Regions from separate parts of the Gossypium hirsutum genome. Here regions 2 and 3 are each linked to region 1. The links are chromatin contacts, called in public Hi-C maps. All regions are on one chromosome and are shown on one strand. The core of a region is the stretch at or near the end of the contact, and the rest is flanking DNA. Distances in the headings are between cores, read along the strand shown. Region 1 holds the start of LOC107886628 (pyruvate dehydrogenase E1 component subunit alpha, mitochondrial). Region 2 holds the start of LOC107886632 (probable inactive receptor kinase At1g27190). Region 3 holds the start of LOC107886631 (TORTIFOLIA1-like protein 4).

Region 1 (3,050 bases), core at 246-2,745:
TTTTTTACCATCCACTATCACTCTTACGACATCTACGGTCGTAGTCACTTCGACATCACATACATCTAAATCCTCATTTACTTAATAATCATAATAACAATACTAAAGAACCAACAAATTACAACCACTATTTATCTCTCAGCCAACCAAGTCTCACCTTCAAACCAGGAGCATAATCCCCACGTTTGTAGTAAGCAGGACTCTTTGCGGCTCTCCATTCAGCCGTCCCCATACCATCTGTTACATCAAATAAATAAAGTCCACAAAAATTTAATAGACCAATAAAATTTCATTCCAATTCAAATTGCTCACAATGATTATTCTCGCAGACCAAAATTGCAGGCAGATCCCAAAGTGCAGAGATGTTCAAAGCCTCAAACAACTGCCCTTGATTAGCAGCCCCATCACCATATAAAGCAAAGGTGACCGCTTCGTCTTTAGAATACTTTTGGGCAAACGCCAAGCCACATCCTAAAGGAACCTGGGCTCCGACAATCCCGTGACCGCCATAGAAATTTGAATCCTTCTTGTAAAAATGCATCGAACCTCCTTTGCCCCTAGAACATCCAGCCTGGCGTCCCATCAGCTCGGCGAAAACTTCCAGCAGGGTCCCACCGCGAGCGACGAACGTGCAGTGGTCACGATAGGCGGTTATGATACAGTCCTTTTTAGTTATGGAAGCTTCCATGCCGACGGCGACAGCTTCTTGACCGTCGTACAAGTGGCAGAAACCGCGGATGAGCTTGGCCTTGTAGAGTGAATCGGCAGCGATCTCCATCCGACGCATCAGCGCCATGTCCCGGAAGAAGGTGAGGAGCTCCTTGGCATTGGTCTGGACGGAGCGTGAGGGGGTGTCGCACTGGTGAGAGGTGAAAGGAACGGAGGTCTCCACAGTTATGGGAGTGGTATCGGTGGAGATCGGGCGTCGGAGGGAGATGGCAGAGCAGAGGGGTTTCAGAAGATCAGCGGAGCGTGAAGAAGAAGAAGAAGAGGCGAGCCGCGATAGAGCCATGCCCACCGTCGTATTAAGAGATGGCGGTTGATCGGATCTAAAGAGAGAGCGAAGGAAAAAGGAAAGCGAATAAGAGAGTTTGGTATATTTGGTGGAGAGGAATTAAATATTGATTGTTGTAGCGGGGGAGATTTTCAACTCTTCACTGCTTCTAAAGAATTATTTTTAAACATTATTCCATATCCCATTTTAATCGTAATATAATAATCCTTAAATATATCTAATAAGTCAATTAAGTAGCTTTTAATGTAGAGCATCTTTCTATATCTCTCGAAAATTTTATTTTTATTAATAATTTTTATTCTTAAATTGAATTCTAACCAATCAAATTTTTCGATAATTTATAATAATCTCTTTTTTTATTAAATTTAAAAATGTAAATTAGAAGAGATAAATAATAAAATAAGAATAAAATAAGATAATAAAGAAAGCACATTTATTGTATTTCTAGTTATGTAAATGATGGAATTAAAGATTATTGAACAAGGAAAAGTTAAGCATGCAAAAGTAGATATAAATACTTTGACGGTAACCTCTGATGCTGTTGATTGGCCAGCAAAAGGAAAAAACCAAGCAAACCTTAGATGATGTTGACTTGTAGTTGCCATTTATTTTGGTAAAGGAATTGGTGCGGCACTGCACACGGGGTTGGTGGCTTGGCGGCCTGCTTAATACTTTATTCTTATTACCTAACACTCTGAATAGACTGCCTATTTCATTATCCGCTGCCTAAATTAGACAACATATTTCTTATTCTAACTCAATCAATTTAAGGAATAACAATTAATACTAATTTTTATACATAATTGGAATTAATGACTAATTAATTATTTATTGTTATAAATATCTTATTAAGTAGATGTTTATTATGATCAAGGTAAAGTTTTGATATATTTTAAATTCTAATAATTATTAAAATTAGATCTCTACTTCTTTTATACTTCTTATGCCTATAAATAGAGATTATGATGAAGTATTGTAATTATCCATTTGATTAATAAAGTATATTCTCTATTGCTTTCATATTTTCTTTGTTCTTTATTCTCTCTATCTTTCTTTATTTTATAACACGTTATCAGCACGATGATTCTCTATTTTTTCAAAATATTTCGAAGTCGTCCCACAAATCAAATTCTTTTTCACCTTAAACTTCCACCCTTACAACTTCATCTTCAGGATGTTGAAAGATTCAATCTCAGAATAGATACTCGTGATAATAGTCAAGATGATGACAATGATGTTAAAGATTTTCAGATGTATTTTACTATATTTTATTTATTATATCATGTTTATTATAATTGGAGAATAATCATGACAACATGAATGGATAGATTCTGATTTAAAATCCACGCATGTTTACGATGGTGATTATGGAATAAAAAATCAATAGAGGTTGTCCTACTAAATTTGTTACATTCCCTAAAGTGAATGCAAACATAAAGAAAATAAAAGATATAATTAAGGACCACTAAAAGTAGGAACATAGTAATAAATAAGAGAACAATAAGAGTTCTCAAGATAGCTCTTGAAAGGATAAAGAATTTATGTTATCAATGTAATACGAAATATTATTGGCCACATATGTGGCGTATGCCCAAATATTTTGTTTCTGTTAATATTCTTTGAGGAATGATATGAAAATGTAGTAATGAATTCTATCATTACAGATAGAAAATATTTATATTATTTGGTACTGAAACAAACAAATATTATTTCAATATTTGATGGTACAAAATTAGTTGAAAGCTTCAGAAGAGCTAATATATCAATATCTAAAAAGCATAAACTTTGTGATGGTTATTGAATTACTTTTAAAATATATTTGTAATGAATCTCATATTAAAATTGTGAATGAGGAAAATATTATATTTCATATAAAAAAAAGAGATTGAGTTATTAATTTATATTTATTTGATAATATTTGTGATCTTTTTTTCTCATCATCCCCATTAAAGGGTTGAAAGCAAAATATTTGACTGTGAAAGATTTATTTATGAACAATATATGATAATGCTATCTAAAACTTATTATGGTTGGA
Region 2 (3,050 bases), core at 342-2,841, 150 kb after region 1:
AAAAGTAAAAAGTTTGAGCTTTTCTCGAAAGCGTTTTTACTAACCCTAAATTTTGTCTTCAAAACATATAATGTACCACACGTGGGCTTTTGGAAGGAACATTAGATTTAGCTTCAGCTTACATGTATACAGCCCATTTGCAACCCATCAAATGTTCAAATCTTATACAATGCTTCTTTTAATCTTTTAATTCTATTTCATTATCCATGTTTGAAATTTATAATTGCTTTTAGTAATAATGTGGTTTCTACGGGCTATTCATAAGTTATTACATAGGAATTAGAAGGTTCGTATCCGTCATACTTCAAAAGTGCACAATAAAGTTACAGATTTTATGACCAAACATGATGCTATAATATTCACAAGTATCAAAGTGTTCTTCACACATCCTCAAATTATGCGTAGTTTAATTCAAAAAGATACATTAAACTTTTAATTTTATATTTTTTTATTGTAATTGTTTAGTGTTGTTGTTGTTTTTTTTTTCATTTATAGCAGTATAGATATATAAAATCAATAATATATAAAATATAAAATATAGTAAAAAGATACGTGTAGGCTAATTTGGCAGCACATTGCCATAACACTGATTCCATTTTGGAGAGTGGGTTGACTATAGAAAGAAACATTGTTTTGATTAAATATGGTGGATTTCAACGTCCAAACTTTACACCATTAATTGCATTGCCACTTTTACTACTTCATTCCATTTAATCCAATCAATTGTGAAAGAGCACCCACTGACTTACATGGAGTTTTATGATTTTTCATCCTTTTTTAATAAAAAGAGGCTTTTACGCCAAGGGATTCTCCCATCATATCATACGTTTTTCGGTTGTCTATGTTCGTCTTTCTTAGTGCTACAAACGACATTCGGTCCCATTATATATAATCAATTAAACCAAACTTATTAGTTGATTGATTTAATAGTAATTAATCGGAAAGGCTAGAAAATATTAATATACTAACAATCTGTGACTTTGACGGCCTCCATGGGATTTACCCAACACTGGGCCTCTTAATTACTAAATGGACTCAGCCCAACCTTTATTTATAGCAATAATCAACTTTTTTATTTTTTATCATTAAAAGGGAGGCAATTTATTTTTTAAAATTAGTGTGTATTGGAATTTAATTTTTTAAATTTTTTAATTTCAAAATTCTGATTAAACTATTAAATTTTTTAATTTTTTATTAAAATAATTTTTAATTACATAATTACTAAATAAATAATTTTTTTAATTCAAAATGTCACAATAAAAAAATCTAATAAAAAAGTTGACGATATTAACAGTTAAATTTAAACTTTAAAATTTAAAAAATAAAGAGCTAAATACAGGAGCCAGGAGGTATATACGCGCATTTTAACCCCCAAAAAGAAAAAAAGAAAAAAAAAGGGAAAACCGTTTCCCGTTATTCAAGACGTTGAAACTTACAACACAATGATAATATAACGTTACAAAGAGCAGAGGACCGAAAGTTATTATTAAAGAAAAAGAGATAGGGTTATGGGCCCACAATTGACCCAAAACTCGGCAGCATGTTATTTGTCTCAGAATAAGACCCCATCCCTCTCAATCACCTTCGCATTTACAAAACAAATCTTGATGTTGATCTACTTCCCCATGCAATACGGTGCCGCTTTATAGCTAAATCTAAATCTATATACAAAAGTCTTAAGTTTCATTATAATTAATTTATAAGACAACAAGAAAAAGGCTACTAAAATAGGAAAAGACAAAGTCGAACATGAAAATTTCAACTGGCAGTCAAAAAAGCTAAAACAACAACAGCAGCAGCAGCAGCTGCTGAGCTGAGTTGAGCTTAGCTACTCCTTTCTTTTCCCCTTTTTTTCCTCTCTTTCTCTTTGTCTCCAAACAGTCAAATGTCAGCTGCCTATTTCCCTCATCTTCCTCTTCCTCTTCCTCCATTTTGTTTCCTCTTCTAACCGTCATCTCTCACCTCTTTTAACAAGGGAAAACAGAAACCCTAACTCTAACGCAGAGCATCAAGCGGCGCCGGCAGCTCAGCCATGAAGAAGAACATTCTCATTTTGGCGACATCCTTGCTTTTGCTCTTTAATTTCTTGCTCTCTTTCGCCATCGAAGATGACATCGCCTGTCTTGAAGGACTGAAAAAATCCCTTACCGGCGCCGACTCCCCTCTTTCGACCTGGAGCTTCAGCAACCGCTCATCCACCTCCGTTTGCCAGCTCACCGGCGTTTCGTGCTGGAATGAGAAGGAAAACCGAATCATTAGCCTCCACCTCCCTTCCATGAAGCTGTCGGGTCAGCTACCGGACTCTTTGAAGTACTGTCGGAGCCTCCAGATTCTAGATCTTTCTAACAACTCTCTCTCCGGTCCCATTCCTAGCGATATATGCTCTTGGCTTCCTTACCTCGTTCATCTCGATCTCTCTGGTAACCTTTTCTCTGGTTCCATCCCTCTTCAGATTGTCGACTGTAAGTTCCTAAACGACCTCGTTTTATCCGATAACAAATTGTCTGGTTCGATCCCTTACGAGCTAGCTCGGTTGGACCGCCTTAAACGGTTTTCCGTTGCCGGTAACGACTTGTCTGGCTCCATCCCCTCAGATCTAGCCAGATTCGGGGAAGATGGTTTTGATGGTAACCATGGACTTTGTGGGAAACCCTTATCAAAATGCGGTGGATTGAACGCTAAAAATCTGGGAATTATCATAATAGCTGGTGTGACTGGCGCCGCAGTTTCGTTAATCGTCGGTTTCGCCATTTGGTGGTGGTTCTTTCTCCGAGCCGGCGCAGGCGAAAAAAGAAAGAAAAGTTACGATGTGGAGGGCAAAGATGGTAGTAGTTGGATTGAACTGCTGAAATCTCATAACCTTGTTCAAGTATCGTTATTCCAAAAGCCAATAAACAAGATTAAATTGGCGGATTTAATGGTGGCAACGAACAATTTCGATGCGGAGAACGCTGTTATTTCGACCAGGACTGGAGTATCCTACATGGCGGTGTTGCCGGACGGCTCTGCCTTGACGATTAAGAGGTTAAGCACTTGTAAGCTTAGTGAGA
Region 3 (3,050 bases), core at 175-2,674, 130 kb after region 1:
AAAATTATATATTATTATAAATTTATATTTTAATAAAATTTGAAACCGTGAAATAAAATTTTAAAATCAAATTAATAGGTCTATGCATAGTCCAGTCGAAAGCATTATCACGTTTGAAGCAAAGAAACTTTTTTGTTATGCATTTTTGTGAATAGCTTATAATAAATGGACTAAGTTGCAAAGGCTTTGTTTTGGGATGGTAGAACACTAAGTTGATATAATTACAGGTTCCATCACAATGTTTGAAAAAGGATTCGTTTTTGTTCCAAAGAAAATTGGATTGCAAACAAGTCATACATGTTCATCTGATTAAATCCCAGTAAAGACAATGGATATAAGTTTCTTACACCAGCAAAATTATGGTCTAAAAATAAGAAGAAGCTGTTTAGTCTTCAATAATGAGATTAATTAACATATATCTGATAATTGCAGTGAGCTTGCCTGGTACTAATTATTAACATGTAAATAATTGATATTAAGAAATTCATAACAGCATAAGGCCAAGAAGTGCCAACAATTTTATCATTGTTATCATGAAATTAAAAAAAAGAAAATCACATGGAATAGATCTAAATTAATATTTGAGTAATAATATTATTCTTATCCCTTCCCTTTAAATTAGGGGAAAGGTAATGACTATATAATTACTTCTTCTCCAGGTTGTTGTCTCCATGCTTAAATATTTCATCATTTTTATCCCCAATGACACTTAATTTACGGGGTGGATCACCACCATCTCTAATCTTTTTACCCCTAATAATATGAAGCGTAAATTTTGCACAAAGCAAATTTGGAGGTAATGGATAGGGCGTTAACGACAAGAAAAAAATGCAGTGGGTCCTTTGTTTCAAAGCCCAAAATTAGTGGGAGTTAAACGTAAACTTACTCGCCATAATCATGATTATCTATCTCATCACATCCCTTTTTCACTCATATTTTTGGATGGAACTTTGAGTTACCATTTGTATTAAGTATTTGATATCAAAATTAGGAAGAGAGGGTCAAGTCTTGTGCTTATATATTTTCATGTTATGTAGTGAATTTAAAGTTGCTAGATCTAGAAAGTATTGTGCCCATCCACCCCATACTAATAGTCACGTGATTGACTGTTGAATTCAGAACTTTGAACCTTTCTTGTCTCCATTATTCTTTGCCTCCTCACATGCTCACCATTTCATTCAGCTAAGCTCTACTAATCCTAGATTTAACCCTAAATCCATGTGGATAAGTTCACCAGAGAAACAATAATAATAAGGTGTTAAGTCAAAATGGTTACAGTTGGGATGCTCATGTTACCATGTGTCATACCCTTGTTTATTTTATTTTATAGAACTAATTGTTGAAGGATCCTGGCAAATTTTGAGCCTGTACAGATACTAGTAGGCTAACCCTCAATAAATAATGATATTCATACTGATATATGCGTCGTACATATATAGCTGGCATGGGCAACTACTCTTGTCCATGTGATCTTTGACTTGAGCAAATTAGGATTAATTTCTTACTGTCCATTGTAATACTAATACTAATACTAATACGTGACATTACCCTTTGTTCAACAATTTTTTTACTTTTTATATTAATATATTTATGTTTTCTTCCTTAAAAATGTGTAATCTATTTGTTAAACCCGTGAAGCTATTGTTATTGATCGTAGATGATATTAATAATTAATGGAATGGATAAAAGATGCAGTATTATCCTGTGATCCGGTCTTATTGGTTGAATATTTAGGTCCGTTTGATATTGGCGTCGGCACAAATATATATATATATATTAGACACCCATCCTCTCCTGCCGCAATTTCCTAAAATTTCTCCGCCAATTCCAGTTTCCTCTCGAATGCTGCTGCAAGTGTTAGACCCAAAGGTTAGAAGGGGAAGGCGTCGCGGATATCATAGCTTAGCCATAAACAACAATGTCTTCTAAGAATCGGTCACCGCAAAGTCTTCAACAGCAACTGCACGATCTCAAACAACGCGTTTTCACTTGCCTTAACAAACTCGCCGACCGCGACACTCTCGCTCTCGCTTCCGCTGAGCTCGAGTCCATCGCTCGGAACCTGACTGTCGATTCCATCTCTCCCTTCCTCAACTGCCTTCACAATACCGACTCTTCCGCCAAGTCTCCCGTTCGGAGGCAATGTGTAATCCTTTTGACTTTGATGTCTCAGTCGCACGGTAACGTCTTATCTCCCCACCTTTCTAAGATGATTTCCACCCTTGCTCGCCGCCTCCGTGACCCCGACTCCGCCGTCCGGTCCGCTTGTGTCGAGGCAACGACCGCTATGTCGTCTCACATCACGAAGCCTCCATTTTCTGTTTTGTCGAAGCCTTTGATCGAAATGCTCGTGGTGGAGCAAGACGTTAACTCGCAGATCGGTGCGGCGATGTGTTTGTCCGCGGCGATCGAGGCGGCGCCGGATCCCGAGACGGAGCAGCTTAAGAAGGTGTTGCCGAAGTTGGGGAAGTTAGTGAGGAGCGAGAGTTTCAAAGCGAAAGCGGCGGTGTTTGGAGTTATTGGAAACGTCGCTAGTGTTGGCGGTGCCGGAAGTAAAGGAGTCCTGGATTGGTTTGTGCCATGCGCGGTGGAGTCTTTGAGTAGCGAAGACTGGGGAACGAGAAAGGCGGCGGCGGACGCGTTAGGGAAGGTGGCTATGGCGGAGAAAGAACTGGCAGCTGAGTATAAAGCGGCGTGTGTGACCGCTCTTGGCAATAAGAGGTTTGATAAGGTGCATCCATTTCTATCTTTGCTCAGTAACCATTTAATAATTTATATTTTTCCCCGATAAGGAAATTAGAGGGAAAAAAACATTGCTCATCATTTTTAATAAATTTTGTTGTTACAGGTAAAGATTGTCCGAGAAACCATGAATCGTAGTTTGGATTTATGGAAGGATGTTCCTGGAGTTTGTGAGGAAGTCTCCACCACTTCTCAATCCGACTCATCTTCAATAGGTATGATATATGATTCAATTTTTGTTTAGCTTGTAATTGTCTGATCTTTTGAAATTAATCATTGTCCAAGCCCAACAATTATTATGCGATACT

What was found. A called contact is a pair of places that touch in the nucleus more often than the background predicts.
Region 2: a contact with region 1 is called in a Hi-C map of leaf, with 2.7 times the contacts expected there. The contact joins the promoter of LOC107886632 here to the promoter of LOC107886628 in region 1. A contact is called at or near these places in 3 of 34 Hi-C or Micro-C datasets (callus and leaf).
Region 3: a Hi-C map of leaf shows a contact between it and region 1, with 2.2 times the contacts expected there. The contact joins the promoter of LOC107886631 here to the promoter of LOC107886628 in region 1. A contact is called at or near these places in 4 of 34 Hi-C or Micro-C datasets (callus and leaf).

The regions. Positions count from the first base shown.
Region 1 is chrA03:101,420,444-101,423,493 of Gossypium_hirsutum_v2.1, forward strand. LOC107886628 (pyruvate dehydrogenase E1 component subunit alpha, mitochondrial) reads right to left here and starts at 1,496. Exons shown (of 8, transcript XM_016810651.2): 1 at 313-1,496; 2 at 158-237. The coding sequence starts at 1,012.
Region 2 is chrA03:101,569,565-101,572,614 of Gossypium_hirsutum_v2.1, forward strand. LOC107886632 (probable inactive receptor kinase At1g27190) reads left to right here and starts at 1,592. Exons shown (of 1, transcript XM_016810656.2): 1 at 1,592-3,050. The coding sequence starts at 2,033.
Region 3 is chrA03:101,549,345-101,552,394 of Gossypium_hirsutum_v2.1, forward strand. LOC107886631 (TORTIFOLIA1-like protein 4) reads left to right here and starts at 1,425. Exons shown (of 5, transcript XM_016810655.2): 1 at 1,425-2,731; 2 at 2,849-2,957. The coding sequence starts at 1,919.